Linked DNA regions of Nothobranchius furzeri: region 2 is linked to region 1. The links are chromatin contacts, called in public Hi-C maps. All regions are on one chromosome and are shown on one strand. Each heading gives the region's core, a stretch centred on a gene start, on an enhancer-like site or on the middle of the called end of the contact. The rest is flanking DNA. Distances are from core to core; before and after follow the strand shown.

Region 1 (7,248 bases), core at 3,108-5,607:
GGAAACACGTTTGGAATTTAAAGACCGCTCGCCACTTCATCACTTCCTCAGAGAACACTCTGCCCATCCCAAACCAACAACTGCTCACAAACCACAGGGACAGTCCAGAGATTAAGTTCTCGTGTTTAATATAGAAATTAGTTTGGACGTAGTTAAAGCACAAATTATCAATATTTTTCCTCATAATATAAAAGAGATTCATTTGTAGAACCCCAATAACTTAGACCTTTTTATCAATAAGACACTTAAAATAAGTTTAGTTAATACTGTCAGAGTCCCGCTTACCTGAGAAAATAAAACAAAGACAAGAAATTGATGCCAACATTTAGTTAAAGACTTTTAAGTTCTATCTTGTCAGTGTATTATGGAAAAAAAAAAAACAGTCACAGTAACTAAAACCTCTTCTAGCTCCCAGAAGAAGCTTGGTTCATGAAGATCACTCAGACCCAGTCCGTCAGTTATCTCCTCCTCTGATGATCAACATCTACAGCTGAGTGTCCTCGTTGTCCTCCATGTGCGTGGTCAGTTGGGTCTTTCGGCGAGTTGTGATGGCTGCCCAGAGTCGACAGAGCATGCCGCCTCTGAAACAGTCAGACAGCAGTGTTACACTAAAACAATGGGCGGATTTTCTGTTCGGTTTGTGGATCTGATCATGACAGCAGAGTAGTAAAAATAGAGAAAAGTCCAGGGAAACCAGAGGAGAAATAACCTAATCCAAAAAGCTATTTACAGCAGATGATGTATCATCTGTTCCAACAGATGAAGCCAAGTTTTTGAGCTAGTAGATTTGGGGAATCACCTTGTTGGTGCTAAAATACTAGTTTTAGTGAAATACTGGGTTATTGTTGGTGTTTTTCAAAGATTCAACAAAATAAAGGAGGAGGAGGATGATCTTGAGACGGTAGTCCATGCTTTTATCACAGTGCGATTGGACTACTGCAACTCTGTTTTATTCGGTGTGAGCAAGGGCTCAATAGCTAGGTTGCAAATGCTGCAGAATGCTGCTGCCAGATTTTTAGAGGGCAGGCGCAAGTTTGTTCACATTACTCCTGTCCTGGCTGCGCTTCATTGGCTGCCCGTTGATGTAAGGATTCATTTTAAAATACTTTTGCTGGTTTTTAAAACGTTAAATGGTTTGGCCCCTCCTTACTTGGTGTCACTGCTTCAACCATACACCCCTGCCAATCACTCCGCTCGGAGAACCTCATGCTCCTCTCGGTCACAAGATCGCGCCTAAAGACACGTGGTGATAGGGCCTTTGCTGTGGCAGGTCCTAAGCTATGGAACGAGCTTCCTCTCAGCATAAGGGCCTCCACCTCTGTTGCGGTTTTTAAGGCAAGGCTAAAAACCTACTTTTATGATCGGTCTTTTAAACTTTCCAACTAGTTTTTATTGTTTTACTTATAGCGATTTGTGCACTCACTGTATTTTTATCTGTATTTTGTGATACAATGTTTTTATCTTCTGGATTTAATGTTTTATGTTTTTACTTGATCTGATCTACCTCCTCCTTTATTTTGTTGAATCTTTGAAAAACACCAACAATAACCCAGTATTTCACTAAAACTAGTTTTATGTTTTTACTTGATCTGTGTAGCGCCTTGGTGGCATCTTTTTACAAATAAAGTTGAGTTGAGTAAAGGAGAATATATTGTGTTTAAGACAGGGTTTAAAGCTCAACTTTGATCTGATGTTAGCTTAGATCTGGACAGGTGGGGGAGTAGAGGGAGGTGGAGTGTACAGTCGGTAAAGACGGCTCTCCCTTGCCCTGCCTCCAACATGCCTCCATCTAAAGAGCTAGGCTATCCAGAGTTATCTCTGTAGTTATGCTGCTATAGGCTTAGACTGCTGGAGGATACACTGACCACTTTCCACACTCGACTACTTTCCTCTACAATCTGTTCTTTAACTGTATTATTTTCTGCTATTTCAGCTGTTAACTTTATTTTTTCTCTAAGTGTTTTTCTCCCCAGAAGAAGCTGCAATGATGTTCTGCTGAGCTGTGGTGCCCTCATGGAGGGGGCTATTGTCTAGCTAGCACACTACTGCTAACCACTTAAACAATCTCCCTCTCCTGATAATAACATTTAAATTTCTTTGACATTGAATGTGCTACTACTAGTTTACCCATTTAATTATAGATTCAACAGTGTAAATACAATAAAGTTTATCTCTCACCATAAGGAATATTTACTAAGAAATCACAATGTAACCATAGAAACATATATGTTGTGTGTGTGTGTGTGTGTGTGTGTGTGTGTGTGTGTGTGTGTGTGTGTGTGTGTGTGTGTGTGTGTGTGTCTGCTCTGTCTTCTCGATCCCCAGTGAGTCGTGGCGGATGGCTGCTTATACTGAGCCAGGATCCTCTGGAGGTTTTTTCCTGTTAAAAAGGGAGTTTTCCTCTCCACTGTCACTAAATGCTTGCGTAGCATGATGATTGCTGTAAAGACTTTGACACTAGTCAGTGACTTGATGCAATTAGCTGGGTTCCTTATACAGGAAACTTTTTTCTGATTGGCTTAATGAACTGACCTGTATTGGAATGTTTGCTGTGTGAAGTGCCTTGAGACGACTCTTGCCATGATTTGGCGCTACATAAATAAACTTGAATTGAATTGAACTTTACTTATAATTTTAACACATTTGCTTTTTAAGTCATTTCCTGGGGTAAAAAAAATCTTCTGTGTGCCTGTTTGATGATATTGAAGTCAGACGGAGGAGAAAGTAGCAGAAAACGGCAGGATATGGAGTCTTATTTGCTGATATTTAGACATCTTGCCTCTGATTGGATAACAGCAACAAAACTCCACCACTGATTATTTGCTTTGCAACATTGATGTTTTATCTCGACAAATAACACAGGCCTGGAAGAGTTCTGCCATGTGGTCGAGTTGCTAATGCTAACAATTAGCTTCTGCTAGCTGAGACATTCTCTGCGGTTTCCTGGACGTTAAACCAACAACAGCCTTCCTCGTCACGAACCAAGAAAGGTGAGTCAATCAATATTAAGTGACAGTGTGACGTAGATCAGTCAAGATTTTCTGAACCAAGCAGAAGCTAATGCATGAAACAGGGAAAGAAGAATATTCCTCGTTTCCTCTGGCAATGTGGGCTTCTGGTTCCCGTGGAAGCGGAGCTAGGGATGAAACCCGAGGGGAGGGGTGAGTGTTCCGTGACCATGTTTGTTTTCGAAACCCAGCTGGTTCTGTAGATTCGCTATAACAGTTTTAAGCACAAATGTGTTTTATGCTTGAATGATTCATAAGTAAGAATTTGCAAACACACAAAAACATTCATCTGAAAATGTACTGAATCGGGAAAAAAACCTAAGTCTAAAGAAATTCTTTGGAAGACCTCCACAAATACACCAGATTTGGCTCATTAGACGCAAAAACACTTCGGACATGACTCAAGATTTTCCCTCAGCCTGCAATGCGTTCCTGTTTCTGCATGAACAGACCAGGATGATCCATGATGGCGGCTCACCTTAATCCACAGTACATTAAGTCGTCCCTGGAGGCTATGTGGAGTAGACAGTCCAATGTGAACTCATTGGAGAGCAGCTAAAAAAACCAGTAACACATCAGTGATTAACAAGAGGACACCGACTCACCTCGATAAATAAAAAACAGAAAAAACAAACGAGTTTACCTTATCAATAGTGTCCCGGTCCACTGGGACAGACTTCAGCCAGTGTACTAAACTCCTTATCTCAGTGTTAGAGTTTCTCTTTGACACCAACTCCTCCTCTGTAAGATAGTTAGACTGATTACATTTATGCAGCACTGAGTGTTGTTGATGTTACGGTTGCACAATCACACAGTGTGTCTGTAGCCAAATCGCATAATCGTTAATCAGTCTGACGAATCGAGTTTGGGCACATTAGCTACACATCTGCAGCCCACGGCTCCAAGACAAACCCGTTATGGCAGAAATTATGTGCCTGAAACTCAGGCGTGGTGAGGACTAACTGCAGCACGAGTAGAGAACTGTTTATCCTGCTGTTTTTTTTTTGTATGCTCTAACTTTTTATGCTGCCCTGTGAGTCTACTGCCTCTAAAAACACTCTCAACTTGAAAGAAATTCATAATGGGTCATGACTTGGGGTGGGACTTGATTAAAAAATCTAACTAATTATAGATTTTGTAATAAATTAATCTTGATTAATCACATTTAAATCATTCAAGACAATTTGCACCCAAGCAATTTTTTTAATCAAAAATTATGTTAGTGAGGCACAGATGACATACCCACACGGCTCAAAAAAGTGAAAAAGTCGCACAGTGTATGCCCGGCTTTACACTGCTCCTGTGTTTGACGTCCTGTCTGACCTGATCTGAACTGCAGAGCTAGGTGCGTAAAAATAGACTTGAATTGTAAATTTAGCAGAGCAACGTAACACTAAGCTTCTGGGACACGTCCAAAACGTGATGCTCTGCAGCCGGTGGAAATGCTTCCATCCACTATAACGGTGGCTAATTGCAGAGTACTAGGCTTCGCAGATGTTACAAGATGCTTACACGTCCATTGGAAAGGCCTGGTTAAAGTAACTGAGCCGTGAAACGACTCATTTTGGAAGGTACTGAAAATGTTGAGCATAAAACTGCTGAAATAGCTTCTTGTAAGACTGATTTTGTTCAGATTACGTCATAAACATGTTTTGTATTGACCATAAAACTATTATAACTTTTTTAAAACAAGTCATAATACGTTCGCTTTGAAATTAGTCATATTTTATATATTTTGTTTTACTGAAATATTCTCCAATTCCAAAGAATGTAGAATGAGTTTCAGAATTTCTGTTTAAAGTCTTTTGTCTTCATTTTTTTCAGTTTGTAACAAAAATTGTAACATTAAGACACAGTAAGAGGAATTTGACTTAATATTTGTGTTCTTCCAGATGGATGAAAGGACCTTCTTGGTGGAAAGGAGAACTTTACCTTCAACAACCGCTACTTTCTTCATCGCATCAATCTGTTCCTGTTTCTTCTGGACCGAGTTCCTCAGCAGGTCCTGGTACTCCCACTCCTTCTCATTCAGCAGGTTTAGCAGTCTGAAACGCAACACAAACACATCACTGCACAGCAACAACCTGATTAATCTGCCTTCAAAGAGATTAAAGATGCAATTTTGGGGGGTTTACTGTGTATCGTATACTATATACATGAAAAAAAAAAAACAAATTTTTAAGTTTCACAATGCCAGCTCAACAATACCTCCAGGTCTCTTTTCTCATGTCTCTGAGGTTCTGGCTCAGCGAACAGCTGCTGCTAACGGTGACATCAGGAGGAGAGTGTGGACTGGCTCTAGGTCTGATTTCCTCTACTGGCACTGCCAGCTGCACGTCTGCCGGCGCCTTCAGCTGGTTAGGAGAAGCAAACACAGGAGTGTCCTCATCAGCTTGCAGCTCCTCTGGACCGCTGTCGTCTCCTTCAAACGAGGACTGCAGACGGAGCTTCAGGGCTGACAGGTCAGGAGCAGCAAAGGGTTGGAATTGGGAAAAATAAGTAAATGACAACAAAAATGGCTACAGCTGTTGTAGCCGAGTCGTTCGTTCATTCGTTCGTTCGTTCGTTCCATCCATCCATCCATCCGCTTATCCGGAGTCGGGTCACGGGGGCCGTAGCCTAAGGCGAGAGGCCCAGACTTCCCTCTCCCCAGCCACTTGGGCCAGCTCCTCCAGGGGTTCCCTGGCCAGGTGAGAGACATAGTCCCTCCACCGTGTCCTGGGTCTACCTTTACGTCTCCTCCTGGTAGGACGTGCCCAGAAAACCTCACCAGGGAGGGGTCCAGGAGAAATCCTGACCAGATGCCCGAGCCACCTCAACTGGCTCCTCTCAATGTGGAGGAGCAGTGGGCCTACTCCGAGCCCCTCCCGAATGACCGAGCTTCTCACCCTATCTCTAAGGGAGAGCCCAGCCACTCTTCGGAGAAAACTCATTTCGGCCGCTTGTATCCACGATCTTGTTCTTTCGGTCACTACCCAAAGCTCATGACCATAGGTGAGGGTAGGAACGTAGATCGACCGGTAAATCGAGAGCTTCGCCTTTGCCAAAAAAAACTTTTGTATCAGATTGTATAGTTTTCAACATTAGATGATCTTAGCTTAACTTCCTAAGATGGTGTTTACTTATGTAGACTATGGCTTCTTGAACTGTCACATTCTTGGTAATAATGCTGAGGGAAACAACTTTTTAATCCACTAAAAATTATCTTTGTTTTTATTGATTAGTTATTATATGTTCAAAATAATACAGGGAGTGCAGAATTATTAGGCAAATGAGTATTTTGTCCACATCATCCTCTTCATGCATGTTGTCTTACTCCAAGCTGTATAGGCTCGAAAGCCCTTAAGCATATTAGGTGATGTGCATCTCTGTAATGAGGAGGGGTGTGGTCTAATGACATCAACACCCTATATCAGGTGTGCATAATTATTAGGCAACTTCCTTTCCTTTGGCAAAATGGGTCAAAAGAAGGACTTGACAGGCTCAGTAAAGTCAAAAATAGTGAGATATCTTGCAGAGGGATGCAGCAGTCTTAAAATTGCAAAGCTTCTGAAGCGTGATCATCGAACAATCAAGCGTTTCATTCAAAATAGTCAACAGGGTCGCAAGAAGCGTGTGGACAAACCAAGGCGCAAAATAACTGCCCATGAACTGAGAAAAGTCAAGCGTGCAGCTGCCAAGATGCCACTTGCCACCAGTTTGGCCATATTTCAGAGCTGCAACATCACTGGGGTGCCCAAAAGCACAAGGTGTGCAATATTCAGAGACATGGCCAAGGTAAAAAAGGCTGAAGGACGACCACCGCTGAACAAGACACACGAGCTGAAACGTCAAGACTGGGCCAAGAAATATCTCAAGACTGATTTTTCTAAGGTTTTATGGACTGATGAAATGAGAGTGAGTCTTGATGGGCCAGATGGATGGGCCCGTGGCTGGATTGGTAAAGGGCAGAGAACTCCAGTCCAACTCAGACGCCAGCAAGGTGGAGGTGGAGTACTGGTTTGGGCTGGTATCATCAAAGATGAGCTTGTGGGGCCTTTTCGGGTTGAGGATGGAGTCAAGCTCAACTTCCAGTCCTACTGCCAGTTTCTGGAAGACACCTTCTTCAAGCAGTGGTACAGGAAGAAGTCTGCATCCTTCAAGAAAAACATGATGTTCATGCAGGACAATGCTCAATCACACGCGTCCAAGTACTCCACAGCGTGGCTGGCAAGAAAGGGTATAAAAGAAGAAAAACTAA
Region 2 (7,248 bases), core at 2,645-5,144, 45 kb before region 1:
GTAGTAAACAACCTAGCCACAGCAGGATGATGTTGCACTAGCAACGCTAACATGATCCAATTGATACCAAAAAAGTCAAGGATTAAAACGATCCCCCATTTTTGACAAAAAATATGACTTAGTACAGTAACAACAAAGCCAGGTCACTATCAGTCCCTGATTTAGTAGCCTCCTTTGAACTAGTGTAGTTCGTGTTGATGTTCACTCTAGTTTTAGCTCTTTGCTTCACCTCCAGAGACATTACTCACTTACTTTTACTTCCAAGCTCCGCCATGATGCAAACAAAGAAAAATCTAAATTCTTCTTCTTGTGCTTTTTATTGATGGTTGGCAAACTGAAAAAGTTAACTGCTAGCCTTTATATTAGCTACCAGGGGTCTCATTAATCAAACGTTGCGTAGAATCCTTACTAAAACCGTACTTGAGCTCAGCGAAAAAAATATACTTACGCCAAGTAGGTTTGTGATCTATCAAACATGGAGTATGCACAGCTGCACGCAATCGCCGCTTCATAAATCAGAGACGAACGAGAAAGGTTCTCAGCTGCTTTTTAGTCACATCCCGCCCTCAACATGTCCACTTACTGCCATAAATGGTCAATGCAAAGTGCCTTGTGGATCTCATGCATATACATAAGCCGGCTTGTTGCAGCATTTCGGTCGCGACCGCAGATCAAGGAAGCGCTATTTCACAAGCAGAAATTGAGGTACTTGTGGGTGAGGTGGAGAAAAAAAAAGAAGAGCATTTGCAAAACAAATAAGAGAAAATCCACGGAGTGGCACAGCATTGCTGAAGCCCCCAGTGCTGAGTTCTTCAGAGAGATCTGTGGCGGATATTAAAAAATGGTCCTATCAGGATTCGATCCCCAGACTCCCAGGTGAAAGTCACATGCCCTAACCAGTCAACCAAACAGAGATCTCCCTTGACCAAACAGCCAGTGCGCATGATCAATCGGGTCACAGAGACAGGACGCTCACACTGTCACAGACGCAGTACATTTTGTCTCAATCTGCCCCCCTGCTGACATTCAGCATTCCGTATTCTGCGCTTCAGGCTGTGTGTGTGTGTGTGTGTGTGTGTGTGTGTGTGTGTGTGTGGGGGGGGGGGGGGGGGGGGGGGGGGGGGGTCTTGTTCTGTGTGAAAACGAAGCGGTACAAGTGATAATGCTGCAGGATTTCATAATTTTATCCTTCTCAGCAGCAGCACTGCAGGTGCTCTCCATGTCCAAAATGTGTGTAAGCCAGGTCCTTAGTCAACTTAAAAGTTGTGCACATTTTTCCGCTAAGTTTTCTTTCATAAATCCCAAAGTTTGCATGGAAAGTTTCTTATGCAGTTTTCCGTGCCCGTTTTGTGCGTAAGCAAGCTTGATAAATGAGGTCCCAGTACTGTAAAGATCGATTGTTTTAAAGCAGGTAGGGATCTCTCACTAGTGTTCCTACCTGAATCAAAAAAATGTTGAGCGCAGTTTCTGGTCAGCAGAGGGCTACAGAGTGCTGTCTGATGTGTAGTTGCTCAGGTTTCTGGCTAAAGAACCACTGAAACCAGTTTGAAAGCAATAGCTAAACATGTTAAATACTCTTTAGTGTTGCAACTGTGCAACAGAACTTCTTATTTCACTAACAATAAAGTAATCAATCAAAGTCAGTTAAATTAAATAAATTATTCAATATTTCTTTAAGAGGTCCCTCACTGAGTAGTATTTTTAACTCATCATTTTTGAAAATGATCGGTCAGTCTTAGATTTTCATTCAGGCTGAACATGAAAATAGTCTCCTACACTTATCTCCTGCATTAGTTTCTGATAGAAAATAGACTGTGAAACACTAGGATTTGAAATTCTTGACAGATCTACATCACACCATCACTTAACATTAGTGGACTCACCCATCTTGACTCGCGACAGGGATCACATTTGTTGGTTTAGCATCCAGGAAACAGCAGAGAGCGCCTTGGCTAGCACAAGCTAGCCATTAGCATTAGCAACTCCACAACAATCAGAGGCGAGATGTCCAAATATCAGGAAATAAGACTCCAAAACCATCTGAAGCTACATTCTCCTCTGGCTGAATTACCGTGCAGTAACAAGCTCACCGAAGCCCGCCCCCAGAGAACGAGTTACAAAGCATTTATTCTACTATAGGCCACTGCAAATGTATTTTAAAAATATGAGTGAAGGAGCTCTTTAAAAAAATAATAAATAACCCCACCATTGTGTTTTTGATACTCTGAAGCCTGCAAGCTGAATTTCTGACTGCATTTAGATTTTGTAGCACTTCTTTCCCTGCATCAGCCACAGATTCTACCACTAAGTAGGTTAGCCTTGAAATGGGAGCTGGGGCTTATTTACAGCTAGCACGTTAAACTGTTTCCACTGTAACAACGACTTTAATGCGGTCCCACAGTTGCAGATTCAGCAGTCGATGTTTGAGCCCGAATCGACAGACAGACCAGATGTTCTAAATCAAATATGGAGCAGCTCATCCTTAAGAGACATCCATCAGCAGGACGCATGACTCCTAAATGTTAAAAACAATCTGCCATGCAGCCTCCTGTAATAGCAACCTGTGACCCACTTTGATATTTATAGAAAGACGGAGTGCTCGGTGTCTGTATGCGTGCTGATTGCACCTCACCGCCACAATAACGGCGGCATCACAAACACAAAACGGCCAACAAAGACAGATTTAATACAGGAACCGTGCCATCCCTCAACGAGAAGTTCTGGATTTATCTACCTCTAAGCCAGAGTCATTACTGTGCATCAAGACCTTCAAGATTTCAGTAACAAAATTCACTAGGCAGTTGGGAGATTATAGGGAAACGAAACAATCTGCACATCCCAGATAAACCACAAGCTTCATTGTTTCATTTCACCATTTAAGAGGTGAATTAGAGCGTTAATCTCCGAAGAATGTGCAAACCTCAAAAGTAATGAGCGTTACGGAACAACTGGAAAATAAAACTTTAGATTCTGAAGAGTAAGACCATTAGCGCAGGATGTCTGGAGCCGGCTACAGAAGAACTGGACCTTGCGCTGCTGTAACTTTGGAAGCAGTGTGGGCAAACTTGTAAGGGGTTGAGGGGAATTACTGCTGCAATCCTGATGAATGGATTAATCGGATTAATTGGTAACAAGAAGGAAGAGATTAGAGAAGCTTACACTTCAGAAACAATAAAACGTGTTCCTGTGGGTTTGTTTTCACTGTTAACCTGGGATTAAAGAGTTAAAGTGATGCTTTTCACGAAACAGTTAAAAGGTGCAGCAAACAGGTTCAACTAAACGCCCTCGTGGTGTTCCTGAACGACGTTCCTCTGACCAGACCTTTGTAGGAAAATGTGCATTGATTTGAATTTTAACACATTTATCTATATTAGAGACTTTTTTCACTACTAACCTGATTTACCTGAAAGTCTCAAGCTGCGTGTTGACAGTTTGTTTCACCACAACAGTCAATCAGCTGCAGCTCGTCTGAAAGCATGTGGTCACTTTTACTTTGAGAGTAGACCTGACTTTAGAAGAGAGCACCATTATCGAAGACCTGCCTCAAATCAGAACAACCCCAGCTTTTAGTGTTAGCTTTAAAACACTCAGGAGGACTGGGATTTATTGTTTACCTCTTTTGGACTTGGGTGAAGCTGGTGATCCAGGCGACCGAGAGATGAGGTCAGACTTTGTCGGGGTGGTCAGCCTCTTACTGGGAGACTCCATCTTCTGGGTGTTGACAGTTTTTAAGGGGCAGCTTTCACCCTCTGGGTCGGGCCGTGAGAGGTTTGTTTTCAGAAGCGAGCAGGGTGCTGGTTGGAGAGACACAAAATGAAAAGAACAGGTGAGTGAATAAAGGGCAATGCGAGAAACGGAACTCAACTCGTTTCTCTTCATTCTATTCGCCGTCAAGTCCATGAAGCAGATCACTGTGTGGGTGACATCATCCATCTGAAATTTGGGTGGAGTTGTGGACTCGGAGGAAAAAAAATGCAACCGAATTTAAATGTAGTAGGTCTCATTTTAGCTCTCTAACAAAATAATAAAACCTAACGACTTACAAATCATACGACTGAAATAATTCTCAACAACAAATATAAGTAATACTGCGTAAGACAAAATGACTGCTGATAACAGTTTTTGTTTATTTTTAATGACTGTGTCTAAACACACAGCTTACTAGGGCAGACACAGAAAAAGACATTAAAAATCACAATAATTTCTGGTCAAAACTTTCAATCTCATTCTTGTACTGTAACTCAACGGTGCTGGGTCTGTTCCTTTAGTCTAATCTCAATAAAATACTGATTTAGGAAACTATTCAGAGTTTAAATTTTAAGGAGACAGCTGGAACTGATGTACCTTAACACGCTGCTTCATTTATTGGTGATGAAAACCGATTAGAGAAAAAAGTAAGGGACTAAAATGAAATTTATACTAGAACAATCTTAACATTTGGTGTAAAAGCCGCAACTGTTTAATGTTTAGACCTATACAGGGGAAAAAATATATTTTTTATTGCATTACTTTAAAACAATAGTAGACACCTACAAGTTAAACCTAACCTTCTACCCGACTTTACCTGAATGCATAATAAACATAACGTGGTCAGGCAGAGCTGCCATAAAAGCAGAGAAGAGACGCTACGGAAAGCGGGGAATCCTCTGCATAGAAATAGAACCGTAGAGTGCTGTGCACTGTCGTTTTAAACTACCACCACAATTCAATGAACTTTAGCCTTTGAAAGAGATGAAAAAATACATGATTATAATGGGAAAAAAAAGAAAGCAGCCGCCCCCCCCCCCCCCCCCACACACACACACACACACACACACAAGGGAAATTTAATAATCATTCTTTGACAACTGCATTATTTTCTTGTGTTAATCTGGAGCTAAAAAGTTTAAATTGACAATAACATCTGATCACACGCACAGCCCTGGAGTGAATAAGTAGGTTATACTTAATTTTGATGACAAACAACTCAGATAATCTAGTTTGTCTTCTCATTCATGCGTGATCTCTAGAAGTGAGGTCATTAGTTTGGGACAGCAGCTTCATTATGACTCACATTTTGTAGCAGTCTCCTGGACTTTAATCTCCTGCTCAAACATTAGTCTGTCTCAGCTCTGACTGCGGAATAAAGACGCTCATGTAAGGGGTACTTGACTTTGTCCACCAGGCCATATCCCAGCACTCCCCTTGGAGCCGTGTTGGGACGCATTTACTTCTGCATAGTCTCTGGGGGTAAACACTGGGGCAACGTGCTCCAAGTTGTTCAGGATTTGAGTCAAACAACTCAAGCAGTAGGGGGCTGTCACACGGGGACACAGAGTACACTAAAGATTTATTCCTCAAATGCTGTTTGTATAGAAAAAGCACAAATGCAAAGAGAAATAGCAATTCTACACGGCTTCAAAGTATTTTTTTCTCTTTTGTGTGTGTGCTTGTTTATGTAAATTAGTCCGCTTTTATGAGTAAAACTATTAGAAGCATAATGCTCCAACTGGCCATCATCCTTCACTACTACAACAGGTGAAACCTGAAACCAACACACCCAATTACAAACACTCATATGGTAATCCTACATCATCAGTTTGGAAATCGTTTGCTGCTGCTGACTCAAGAGTCAAACCCCGGTGATTAGGCAGAGTCCATAAAAGTTTTCAGGTGGGAGACGAGACGTTGCGTTTCCATTGTCAAAGTCTGCCACTATTAAATAAGCATTCCCAGGCAGAGAGGGGCCACTGTTGTGGTCTCTGCATGGCAACGGGATGGCAGCCAAAACACTGCAATGACAGCAAGTAGAGAGAGGAAGTAAAGGGGGAGGGCGCGGTGGCGAGACGAACTGAGAGATGAACACTGGGAGCAGTTCTGTGCAATTTTCTAACAATGAGCAACTTTGTGTGGGGAAAATAAATCTGTGAGCAGAAACCAGTAATTAAATGGGCTTATTAGAAAGAAATACCACAAAACAACACGCTAAATTAACCTTTTTGTTTGTTTTAATCACAGAACGAATGTGCTATAAAGCCACGGTCCTAGTTTTTTTTTATTTATTTATTTTTTTTACAAATGAGTGATGCAAGAGAACTGAAGGCATGACACTACTCTCATTCAAAGTGATGAAACACACAACCTTCACCCGGAAATTTATCATCTTACACCGCTTCCTCATAAATCCCTGAGGGTTAAATTTGACAAGAAGGATCCCAAGGACAGCAAGTGCAGCAGTGGCAGACGAGTATTGGGAGTACTTCTTAGGTGTGTTCTTGCTGTGTCTTTCTAAATCCATTCTTTCGTTCTTTTTTAAACACAGAAACAGTTTTGTTTACCTGTTTTGTAGCTACAGTTTCGCCGACGGCTGCCGGCTTCTTCAGGCTGACGCTGATGGTGGCGCGTCACTTCCTTCTCCGTTTATCTGCGGGCAGCAGAGGACGTTGTCGCCCTCTACTGCCCGCTCTCCCCTCTCCGACGATGCAGTCCCATGCGTGGTCCAGCGTGTAAACTCCGTCGTCCCTGTTCATGGTCCCACATCCACGTCTCCTTATCTCTATTGCTTCCTTGATCCATCTTTTGTATTTTTGTTGTTCGGTGGTTATGATCCGTGTGCTGTCCCAGTCCATTATATGGTTTTCTCTTAAGCAATGATCTGTTACGGCTGACTTTTTTTATTGTACTTTCTGCTTCTTCTTTTGCTGCTCTTGTGTGTTTACGATTTGCCTCTTTCTCGCACTTCTTTCTGTGTTCTATTGTCCGTGTATTTAGTTGGCGTCCGGTTTCTCCTATGTATGTTTTATTGCATAGTTTGCATGGGATTTTGTAGATGACTCCACATTTTTGTCCAGCTGATATTTTGTCTTTTGGGTGTACTAGTCTGTTTCTAACTGTTGTGTATGGCTTTGTTGGTGTGTTTATGTTGTGTTTTTTCATTGTTGCTCTAATTTTTTCCGTTATGCCTCTGATGTATGGTAGGGTTATCACTGGTTTTGGTTCTTGTCTTTCTGGGTTTCTGGTTCTTTTTTTGGGTTGTTCTTTGCATTCTGTTTTTGTTTGTTGTTTTCCTTTGTTTATCGCCCATGTCGGGTATCTGCAGGTCTTTAAAGCGTATTGTATGTGTTTGTCTTCTTGTTTACGGTCTCTTTCTTCTGTTATTATGTTTGCTCGGTGATATAATGTTCTGATTACTGACATTTTGTGTATGGTGGGGTGTTCTGATGTCCATAATAGATATTGGTCTGTGTGTGTTGGTTTCCTGTATGTGTT

Evidence for each region. A called contact is a pair of places that touch in the nucleus more often than the background predicts.
Region 2: a contact with region 1 is called in a Hi-C map of skeletal muscle, with 6 times the contacts expected there. The contact joins two enhancer-like sites. A contact is called at or near these places in 2 of 2 Hi-C or Micro-C datasets (skeletal muscle and tail fin).

The regions. Positions count from the first base shown.
Region 1 is chr5:70,742,255-70,749,502 of NfurGRZ-RIMD1, reverse strand. It overlaps si:ch211-1i11.3 (mitogen-activated protein kinase kinase kinase 5), which reads right to left. Exons shown (of 28, transcript XM_015950068.3): 24 at 5,217-5,463; 25 at 4,941-5,053; 26 at 3,652-3,749; 27 at 3,487-3,563; 28 at 112-581. The coding sequence ends at 485. Among protein-coding and RNA genes, the nearest start is that of map7d1a, 18 kb to the left of the region's middle. Within about 2 kb of position 4,357, at least 1 of the 3 cell types and tissues checked has an H3K27ac peak or open chromatin away from gene starts, as enhancers often do. A contact at or near this core is called in tail fin, where this site is marked.
Region 2 is chr5:70,786,482-70,793,729 of NfurGRZ-RIMD1, reverse strand. It overlaps map7d1a (MAP7 domain containing 1a), which reads right to left. Exons shown (of 18, transcript XM_054741001.2): 2 at 3,615-3,794. Among protein-coding and RNA genes, the nearest start is that of map7d1a, 26 kb to the right of the region's middle. Within about 2 kb of position 3,894, at least 1 of the 3 cell types and tissues checked has an H3K27ac peak or open chromatin away from gene starts, as enhancers often do. A contact at or near this core is called in tail fin, where this site is marked.